2 separate regions of the Mus musculus genome follow, and region 1 is linked to region 2. The links are chromatin contacts, called in public HiChIP or PLAC-seq maps. All regions are on one chromosome and are shown on one strand. The core of a region is the stretch at or near the end of the contact, and the rest is flanking DNA. Distances in the headings are between cores, read along the strand shown. Region 1 overlaps Gm10415 (predicted gene 10415). Region 2 overlaps Plekhg6 (pleckstrin homology domain containing, family G (with RhoGef domain) member 6).

The links. HiChIP or PLAC-seq counts read pairs in DNA pulled down with a chosen protein or histone mark.
Region 1: an H3K27ac HiChIP or PLAC-seq map of embryonic stem cells shows a contact between it and region 2, with 2.6 times the contacts expected there. The contact joins two enhancer-like sites. A contact is called at or near these places in 1 of 115 datasets of contacts at active chromatin or transcription factors (embryonic stem cells) and 1 of 9 other capture datasets (pancreatic islet).

The regions. Positions count from the first base shown.
Region 1 is chr6:126,307,586-126,312,933 of GRCm38.p6, forward strand. All of the region lies in intron 3 of Gm10415 (predicted gene 10415), which reads right to left. Among named protein-coding and RNA genes, the nearest start is that of Gm10415, 18 kb to the right of the region's middle. Within about 2 kb of position 3,371, at least 17 of the 459 cell types and tissues checked have an H3K27ac peak or open chromatin away from gene starts, as enhancers often do. A contact at or near this core is called in embryonic stem cells, where this site is marked.
Region 2 is chr6:125,365,910-125,371,201 of GRCm38.p6, forward strand. Plekhg6 (pleckstrin homology domain containing, family G (with RhoGef domain) member 6) reads right to left here. Exons shown (of 17, transcript NM_198604.2): 13 at 4,673-4,805; 14 at 4,472-4,587. Among named protein-coding and RNA genes, the nearest start is that of Gm52918, 4.0 kb to the right of the region's middle. Within about 2 kb of position 2,347, at least 111 of the 459 cell types and tissues checked have an H3K27ac peak or open chromatin away from gene starts, as enhancers often do. A contact at or near this core is called in embryonic stem cells, where this site is marked.

The DNA of each region.
Region 1 (5,348 bases), core at 2,121-4,620, 940 kb after region 2:
AAGTAGTCTCAAGAAGATTTTACACCTAATTTTTCAATGGAATGAAAATGCACCCCCAAATTTTCTGCTTTTGTATATTGAGCTGTTGAATCTATTTTTTAGTGCTGGGGAGTGCCACTCTTTGTCTCTGAACTGTCTCCACATATTGTGATTGCTATGAAATGAGGGTGTGTGTGTGTGTGTTTGAGCTGGTGGTTTATAAATGACATGTGTTCAGGCTGAGCATTGAAAACATGTGGACATGTGTCAAAATGGATCTTGGGAAAAACAAAAGGAGGATCTGAGGAGCGCTGAGATTTGCGGTCCCCAGAGCACTAAAACATCAGTAGTCCACGAGCTTTGTAAAACAGGACTCACGGGTTGCCAACTATGTGTCTAGAGGCCTGATTAATCCGTGCTCCAGACAGATGTATATGACATACCCCCCACAGGAGGCCGCTGACTGCAGATGCCTCTTTGCTCATCCAATTTGTTCTTCAACTACTGGATTTGCAACTTATGTAATCAGGGGCCTGGGATGGCCTAAATAGACCCTTGGTAGGCTTAAGCAGAATGTATCTGTTTCTGTAGGTCAAGGTATGTGCACTTGGGTGGAACTTGGCTCTGCTGCCAAATACCCCCATCTACAAGCTATGTGACATGGAGCCAGTTGTTCACATAGTCTAAACCTGTTGAACCTGCACTCTGCCACATATAGACTCATGATCTTACTGTTTATTCCTTTGGGTAATTGAGAGGGCAATGAATATATTCAGTAAACAGGCAGGCAACAATTAGGGAAGGTATGGCGACCTTGTTTGTCCTTTGTTGTTCTATGTTTGTTAAGATACTGGTCTGTAGACAAATAGCTTTCTGTAACTGAGAACGTAAGGCCATCAAAGTACCAGAACCCACAAAAACCAAGGCTTGTATTTACTTAATTTTTAAAAATGAAACTACTGATTTAGCTTTTGGAACTGTTTGTATAAAGGGCCACCAGGGAAAGTAGAGAAAGCTGTTACCCACCTTTTAGCCATGCTACCAGTTTCCTTCTATGATTTGTCCTATGTGACACTGGGTCCTGACTCAATCTATGCCACTCATTCACATGGCCCCAAGCAGACCAGTGTTCCCTGTTGGAGTTGTCAGTTTCCCTTCTGTAAAATAAGAAAATCTTTAGAAAATCTCCAAGGTCCCTGCAAGCTGCAATATCTCATTGGTGAACTGTGTACTCCTGAATCATTATCTCAATAGCAAAATATTTAGTCAATCTAATCAAAATAATCAGCTGCAACCGTGACTCATTAAAATGACTAAATCCTTGACCTTCCCAGGTCCACACGCCTTAAAACACTTTGGCAGATTTTTAAAAGAAAAGCAACCTGAGGAGTCTCCCCTCAGCCACCGAAACACCCCAATGGCCTGGTTCAGCTGCATGCCCTGTGTACTACCTCCACCGCCCTTCAAGCAAGAAGCATTCTGCTTGATGAAGAGAGAATGGGGAATCTAGGAAATCCAGACACTGGCCATTTGATGGAAAAACAGACACGAAAGTTTGGGCTTTCTAGTAAGTCCTGGGTCCTCCAGGAAGGCAAAAGAAATCTGCATGTAGGAGAGGGGAAGCAGCAGGAAAGGAGGGCCTGAGAATTCCACCAGCTTCATACTCTACTCTTTCTGAGCCTAAGCTACACAGATGAGAGTTTATGTCTGACACTAGTCCTCTGTTTTCTACTTCACATTTCCCATGGAAAGCTTTGTTTGTTTGTCTGTTTGATTTTTTGGTTTTTGTTTTATGTATTTTGAAATAAGAAACTGACTCAAATAGACATTCATTATGAATTTTGTTGTCATTAACAAGTGTCTTCTTTTCATCATGCAGTAGGGGACACTATGCATGTATGTGCCTACATTAATTTAATTCGGGAAGTCCTGTCCTGATCTCCATAAAAGTCTGGTTCAATTATGAGATTTGATGCTCCAAAGATGTGTACTCTCTTTCCTTGTTGGGAAAGTCCAAGCCCAAACCTGTACATGCTTGGGAACCTGTGCTCATATACACACGACCACATGCACCTGCACAAACATACTCACTCAAGATTCATGAATGTTCCCAAGATTCCATTGGAGGCTCATGAGAGTTTGTGGGTTCCATAACATATCAATGGCCATGAGAGCTGCTCAATTTTCCAAAGGTGGGGTTCTGAGTGTTATTGCCATAGAATGTGGTATCATACCTATCCAGCCATAGGGCTGGGAGTTATACAGTGTGGTTCTTTTTGCAGAAGAATACAAGAGGGCTTCTTGTTCTCTGATAACATACAGTGACTTTCTAAAGACAAGACCAGACCAGTCATGTTGTTTTTCACAGTGATCTTCAGTGTAGACTTCACAGGGAGCAGCTTGCAGAAGAAATAGGTCTGACATGCAAAAGCTAGAAAAGCTGTAGTGTGACATCAATGCTTAGCAGAAGATTGCCAGGATGAGCGAGTTTGCAGTGTTTGCTCTCTGAACTATGACTTCCATTAACTGTTTTAGAGGCAACATGTTAGGTCCAGAGGGAATGTGATGCTGTGTTTCTACCATTGTGCAAATGGTAGACATTTTACCATTTTTAGCTCAGTTTAATAAAAATAAGGGTACGTGTGATGAATTCTGAGCTGGAATGTAGATACATAATGAACTGTGAGATTATAAGAGGGAAAATAATTCTTTGGATGACTTTCCCTTAATATTACACAGGATTTATTCACTTTTGGGGTGATTCTTACATTTGCTCCACTGTTTGAATTTGAGAAGAAGCCATATACTTAACCCATCTGAAGTGGGCAAAGGACCCCTAGAAAACAAAGTTTGAGTCCCCTGGTTCCCTTTATCAATCCATTCAAAATTGCCTGGACATAAACATTATACCAATCAATCAGTGGTTAGACTTGCAGGAGATAGTCTAAAGATAAGTAAGAGGCTTCTATACTGTTCTGATCAGAGGAACTTCCCTGTGGATCAGCCTCAGAGTATCTGTGACCGACAGACTAGGACCAGCACCACAAGATGCTATTCACAGAACCCACCTAAAACAAGCCTAGGCATGCCCAGAACTTCACTTGCTTCCGTGTTCTTTCTCTGATTAACTTTGCAATAGATCTTTCTACAGGTCTGCTTTGGCTAAGTAATAGTCAGGTCTGATATGATCTGTAGCCATTCCTGACTCTTGACCTAGCTAATTTCTCACTGTGCTTTCAGCTTGGGTGTTGCATTTAGGTTTCTTGTGCCATACTCTTTTGGGCCTCACTGTCTTGTGTGCTAAGTGCAGTCACATAGAAAAAGCTCCACATAGCATGGAATGACAAACACTTTGTTTGCCTGTCATCTGCAGTTGATTAGCCATGGCTGCCTAAGGCAAGCTTTGTGAGACTGGTGCCAGACAAAGGGTGCAATGAATCCAGGCTGTGCTCTGCTGGGGTCTTAGGAAGCAGAAGTGATTTTCTAGATCACTAGCCACCTGTAAGTCATCAAAAGACAAACTGTAAATTGCATGAGTTTCTAGGAATCTTACGGTATATAGAACCTCGTGATTAAGAAAAGAATGATATTTCCCATTATGTCCCATCATGGTTAAAATTGGGTCTCTCTTTACCTAGCACTTAAGACAAAGTGGTCTTTCCATGACAATGGGAAAAGGAGTGGCTCTTCCCTGGTTCCCATCACAATTAACCTCCTGGAGATTTTGCCTTCCAGCGGGAGTGTGGGATGAGGCCTTGACTGACTTTTTTACTTTTCTTCCAGGCTTCAGCTTGGAGCCTGGAGAGAAAGTAGCAATAGAAGGCTTAAGATCTCTTTCTTCCTTAAGAAGACTTAATTAGAACACTCCAGCCTTCCCTAAGATGTGGTTTTGAAGTATGAGCTCCTCAGACAGTGAGCTAATGAGGAGGGAGAAATTTCTGCCTTGTCATGGGGCTGATCCAAGAACATATCAGCAGAGTTTGATTGAAGACCTCAACCCCTGTCCTGGCTCCCTGGGTCAGGTCGTCATAGTGTAATGACTTACTGTTAATTCTGTATGTGCCAGATGGTCTGGTGTTCAAACAGAGCCTCAGCAATAGTGAAATTGCCCTGTGGAGTAGTGGAGTATTTTACAGCTCACAAAGAACTTTCATGTATTATCTCATTTGAGCCATGGAAACCCCAGACATAAAACATTGCTAGTCTCATTTCATGGATGAAAAAGTCCAGAAAAGCTTCAGTGATTTTTTCCAATGGCTATATACTCACTTGGTGACTAAACATAAATTGGCCTTAAGTCAGCTACCTTAAAAGGCCTCTTTCACTTGATGTGCACTTCTGGCCAAAGAGGAATTTTTTTGGGGGGTGGGGGTGAGGGGTTGAGGGTTAGGGCTCTAGATTTGAATGGGGCATAGAGCTGGTAGAAATACTGACTGTTGAGGAAACACAAATGAAGATCTGAACTTATGGAAAAATAACCCTGAATTCTGAAAAGTGCTTTGGATATTTGGTGACCGATTGAGATTACTGCGTCTTGGATGGCTGTGTTTGTGGCTGGCCTCAGTGTGGGAGGAGAGATAAGGTAGGGTTCATGTTTTCATGCAATGTGGAAAGGTCAGAATTTTTTTCTTGGAATTTTATGTATTAACTCTATCATGCTGTCACTTCTCAAAGACCCCTATGGAGGTCACTGTGGCCCCTTACCATGCATCAGTGTGATGTGTGCTTTCCATATAAAAGGAAGGTTTGAATATAGAAAGAAAATATAACCTTTGCTCTAAAGAACCTTACATTTTGATCTACACACACACACACACACACACACACACACAACGTGTTTGAAGTCAGTGTAAATTCACAGCATTAGAAGTGGGAAAATTAATGTTATATGTCTAGCCTATACAAAAATATAATACATAATTCTTTAATTTCATTCAAGAAAACACCAAACTGTAAATTTAGGATAATTAAATTGTTTCTGTATTCTGTGATATAAAGTATTTGACACAAAGAAAACAAAATAGATATTGGAAATAATGGATTTTTTTCTTTAAAAAAGAATGCTTACCAGTGACCAATGAGTGAGACATTCCTTATACCTTGTAGTGTAGGAGAAATTTGTTACATTTCATTGCTTGAAGAAGTTAACATGAGATTGTGATGCAAGAGTTCAATATTAATCATTAAAAATAAATTAGCAGAGCCCACACTCCTTAGCTAAATTGACAATGGGGATGAGGTTGGGATGGAGCAATGAAGAGAGCTCTGTTCCTTTTAGATGTTTAGTGGCATCCTTAGAAGCTGCCCATCACTAGACCCTTTGAGATCTAGCACCACTTGCTCTGGAACCACTTTAACAAGGAGTCTTT
Region 2 (5,292 bases), core at 1,097-3,596:
CAGGAGGTTAATGTTGGGGGAGACAGCAGAGCCTGAGAAGACGCAGGTGGGTAGCAAGAGGAGGCTTGGCATGAAGGAACACAGAAGTGGCTGCTATGGGCAGAATGGACAGCAATATTCATAGGTATGGCTAAGAAACACTAAAGAGCTTCCCAGAGGGTAAAGAAATGGCTGAAGGCTAGGCTGATCCCAGCATTTGGATCACGGCATAGCCACTTGAGTCAAGAGGATCTCTGAGTTTGAGACCAGCCCAGTCTACATAGAGAGTTCCAGGCCCATCAGAATGTATACAGTGAGATCCTACCTCAAAAAGAAAAAGGAGGGGCTGGAGAGATGGCTCAGAGGTTAAGAGCTCTGGCTGCCCTTCAAAAGGTCCCAAATTCAATTCCCAGCAGCCACATGGTGGCCCGTGACCATCTATAATGAGATCTTGGTGCCCTCTTCTGGTGGACAGTCATACATGTGAGCAGAACACTGTGTACATAATCAACCAATCTGTTAGAAAGAAAGAAAAAAGGAAAGGAAGAAAAGAAAGAAAGAAGGAAGGAAAGGAAGGAAGAAAGGAAGGAAGGAAGGGAAAGGGAAGGGAAGGGAAGAAGAGAAGAGAAGAGAAGAGAAGAGAAGAGAAGAGAAGAGAAGAGAAGAGAAGAGAAGAGAAGAGAAGAGAAGAGAAGAGAAAAGGAAAAGAAAGAGTGGCTGTGGTTGGAGTCTTTCACCTCCTTCCTAGGCGTCCCCACCACAGTGGCAGCTAAGGTGCTGCATCTGGCATAGAGCAGAGACCTCAAGTGTTCCCTCACCCCATACAACGCTCTCTTGTGACTGATGCCAGGTTAGCTGATGGCTCCATGTTTGTCCTTTCTCAGAAGCTGGGAGAGTGTGAACCAGCAGCCCTGGGGCTTCCTGGGCTTCTCCAAAGCTTTGGTAGGAGCACAAGGGCGGCTGGGTCAGAACCAGACATGTTGGAGGAGGGTTGGGCAGGCATAGGAAAATGGTATCAAGTGGACAGTTGTTCCAACTCTCCTTTCCCTGGCTTCCCAGTCACTGAACCAGAGCCGAGGTTGAGAGCAGGAAACTAGCACTAGGGGGCCAGTTCCTGTGTCTCCTCCCTTTTCTCTTCTCTGGGCTTCATCTTTCTGCTCAGTGTGAAGTTGAGAAAGGTAGGAGCAGAAGGGTGGTGGGCTGCACAGCCTGCTGTGAGGAGAAGCCACGCCCTTTGCCCTCTCCCCCCCCCCATGCCCCAAGTTTGACTTTGTGATGGCTGCTGAGGATGGGTTAGTGTGGAGGGAAAGGATGAGCAGAGGACTTCTTTAAAGAATCTCTGCTGGTATTGGCTTCACTAAGCTTGCCCTTGTCCCTCCCCAAGAAAGGCAGGAGCTTGGGAAACCCACCCTGGGGTGGGGGGAGATGTTGAGCAGCTGAGCCCAGGGCTTCCAGCTGCCTCAAAAGCTACAGCAGGGGGATCTTCTCTGCTACAGCAGGAGGAGAGCCAAGGTGAGGAGAGCCAAGGTGAGGAGTAATGGAAAGAAAGCTAGAGTGGGAGGGAGGGAGGGCTCCTCTTCCTCTTCCTCCCCCTCCTCCCCCTCCTCCCCCTCCTCCTCCTCTTCCTTCTCCTCTTCTCTTTCCTCTTCTCTCTTCTCCTTTCTTCCTCCTCCTTTCTCTTCTTTGTTTCTCTGAGACTGGGTCTTTCTATGCAGCTCAGATCCAGAACTTGCTGTATAGCCCAGGCTAGCCCTGAACTCACAATCCTTCTGCCTCAGCTTTCTGTGTGCTGGGATTATAGGAGTGTTCAACTAGCTCACCCCCTTGTGTCACAATGACCCACACTTGTAGCGCTCCCAGGACGCACAGAGCCTCAGGCCAAGCCACTCACTGGCTTGTGGGCTATCACTGTACTTCCCCAGATGAGGGCCAGGCTTAGAAGGGCTAGTAACTTGCCAAGAGCACAGCGTAGGCTCTGGGCTGCTCTCAAGTCTTGCTTTTGTTTAATTGGCCCCAATTTCATCTTTTGGCCTCTTCCTCTGAGGGTTCTCAGTTCCTTTTCCTCCTCCCAGCCACTAAGTCTCCCCACCCCCACCCGCAAGCTCATTTTTTGTTAAAGCATAAGCCACCTCAAGGAAGCTGCCTCACTAACATTTCTGCAAGGGGAAGAAGAAAAAGTCTGAGCTCTGGGCAGAAGAAAAACTAAGAGAAACTCTCACCCTGTGTGAGCATGTGCATGCGTGTGTGTGTGTGTGTGTGTGTGTGTGTGTGTGTGTGTGTGTGTGTTGCAGTGTTTCAGGCTTTGAGTGGCTGGGAACCTCACTGCAAATTTGATCACAGAGGAGAAATGACTCCCCATTTGTCACGCTGCAGAGCCTATCAGGGGCTGTTATTTTGCATATGAACACAAGCAGGTTTGACTGGTTCTCAGAAGTTCCAAGTGAGAATGTGGCAGAAGGCTTGTTCTAAGACTGGGAGCCAAAGGAAGAGGAGACACTTGAGAGGTTGGTGTGGAAAAGCAAAGTTTACAGGTGTGGTGATGCCCATGCACATACACGCGCCCACCCACAAATAAATAAACAAGTAAATAAGTGTGCACATTCCTTCCTGGGGCTGGGGTGGAGTGCAGGGATACGCACTTTCCCAGGGTAGCAAAGATGCTGGGTTTGATCCTCGGCTCTGCCAACAAGCAAGACAAAGAGTCTAAGGCAAATCTCCAGCTCTTTGCCACTCTGCTCCCACCGTGGGTTTGCCTGGAGAAAGCCGGGTCCGAAACCCAATCCCCAGAAACCATAAATGTGACTTTAGTTGGGAACCGGGTCTTTGAAGATGTGAAAGGACCTAAGGTGAAGACCTCAGACATTCCATGTGGATTCTAAAGCAGGCGTCTGGCATCTTCATAAGAAAGGGAGGAGAATCTGGACACCAGCATACAGAGGGGAAAGCCAGAGATGCGGGGGAGGGGCCAGGAGTTGCTGCTCCAAGTTAAGGGCCACAGAAGCCATTGGTAGCTGAAACACAGATGCCCCCCTAGAACCTGGGCAGGAAGCTCAGTTCTGTCAATCCTGCATTTTGAACTTGTGGCCTCCAAATTTGTGAGGGACCCTGTTTCTGGATGCTTTGCTTTGTTTGTGTGGAACCATGGCTCAGTCAGCTCCAGGGTCTCGTGCAAGCTAAGCACGCGCGCTCACTGAGCTACACCCTAGCCCAGCCTCTGTTTTTCTATAGCCTCTGAACTGATAGTAACAGATGTAGCTTTACTGATGTCTCTCTCTCTTTTAAGCTCCTACTTGTATCACTTAAGTCTGCCTCCACTGGCTCCACGTTGTCTACAGGTCAAAGTTCAAGTTCCTGCGTGGCCCTTAGAGCCGGGCATGATCCTGTGGTACCACCTCCTGAACTCAGCTTCTGCTGCATCCACCCTTCTACTTCTCACCCTAACAATGCCAAGCAAACAACCTGCTCAGTTCTACACACACGCACACTTGAGTGCACACACCCACACAGTCATGTCCGTACACCCACACACATAATACACACACACACAATCGTGTGCATACACCACACATAATACACACACGGCCATATGCATAATATATACACACATAGTATACACACAGTCATATACATAAACCATACACATAATACACCCACACAGTCATATGCATACACCACGACATAATACATACACATATATAACAATGCAGTTATATGCATACGTCATATACACACACAACACACATAGTCATATGCATACACCACACATAATACATACACACAATCATATGCATACACCACACACACACACACACACAGTGGCAGTGGGAGGGAAAGAGAACATGGTTCCTACTGAGCTCTAAAGGTTTGTATGACCTTGATCCAGTCCTGGTCCCTTCCTATAAAGTGAGAGATGGGGTGCCTCTCTCAGCACCCAGGACTGTTTCCTATTTCTGGGTCTTTGCACTGTAATTCCCTTCTTCCTGCTTTGTTGTCTGCTCTGATGCACCGGTTTCTCCCCCCTAAGCTCCCTTAGCACCACTGCTTTTCCAGCAGCCTGCTGGGACAGACAGCATGGCCGTTCCCTGCTGCTGTCTTTGGCATGCTTGCTTCTGTTATTTGTACCCTGATTACTCTAATGAGCTGAAGCACAGATTCCTGGAGGGCAGGAATGGTATTTTCATTCTTTTCTGACTCCCTGGCACGTAGCACTAGCTCTGCTTGTCCCCAGAAAGTGCTCCGTAGGTGTCTCTGAACAGAAGATAAAGTTTAGAAATTCACTGTTTCGGTATGGGGAAAGCATTCGGGTGTACGGCGTGTTGGATTGTCTCAATAGCTGCCACAGGCTTTCTCAGACTCTGGAAGGCATCCGACCTGCTGCTGGTCAGATCTGCCCCTGCACCAGCCTCTCGGCCCTCCTTCACCCTTCTGTGATGCCAGTCCTGAGCTCCAGGGATGCATGCTCGCCCGCCTCCAAGCCTGACCCACCACCTACCTGAGCATGCTGGGTCTTCTCCAGCCACCGTGCACGCTCTGTAGAACTGGGACAGTGCACAGTGAGGGCACTGGAGACACACTGGAATTCTGTGAGGTGGATCAACAGGAAGCTGTCTGCACAGAGAAGAAGCTCTGCTTTAAGGGCTGGGCCTTATCTGACCCCAATCCCAACCCTTCCTCCTCTGGAGAAGAGACATACTGGGGTCTCGCAGTGGTCGGCACACGAGTTTCTCCAGCATGAGGGGAGGACGGATGACCTTGGCTCTGTCCGCCTTGCGTTGAGGTTTGGTTACCAGGAGCACATCGGAGAAGAGAAATAGGTACACATCCATCTACAGGTAGGGGTGCAGGAGAAAGAGGCAGGGTCAGCCAGAGTCAGGGGAGGGGCTTCTCCAGGGTTCTGGCTCTTTGCCTGTGAGCCTAAGGACAAGGTCAGACCTGCAGAGTGATCAGCTGAGAGAGAGTTAACTTGGTTCCATATCTTGATTTACAAGCAGGGAACAGGGCTGGCTGAAGGTCATATAAACAACCAGAGCTCGGGCAGGACCAGAACCCTGTCCTCCTGACCAGCTCAGCACACTTTCTCCCAGTGCTACCTTGTGTGGTTGTGTAGTATCTGTGTGGTTACATGTATGTGGCTGTATGGATGTTTTGCTCCAGTGTGCGCATGTGCGGGAGAGAGCAGGATCCTGGGTGGCTTGCGCTATTACTTTTTACCGTTATTGCTCTGAAATGAGGCGGATTGGCCAGAGAACTCTCTGGATCTGGTTGTCTCTTCCCAACAATCCTGGAGTACAGATGCAAGCAACCATGCCCAGT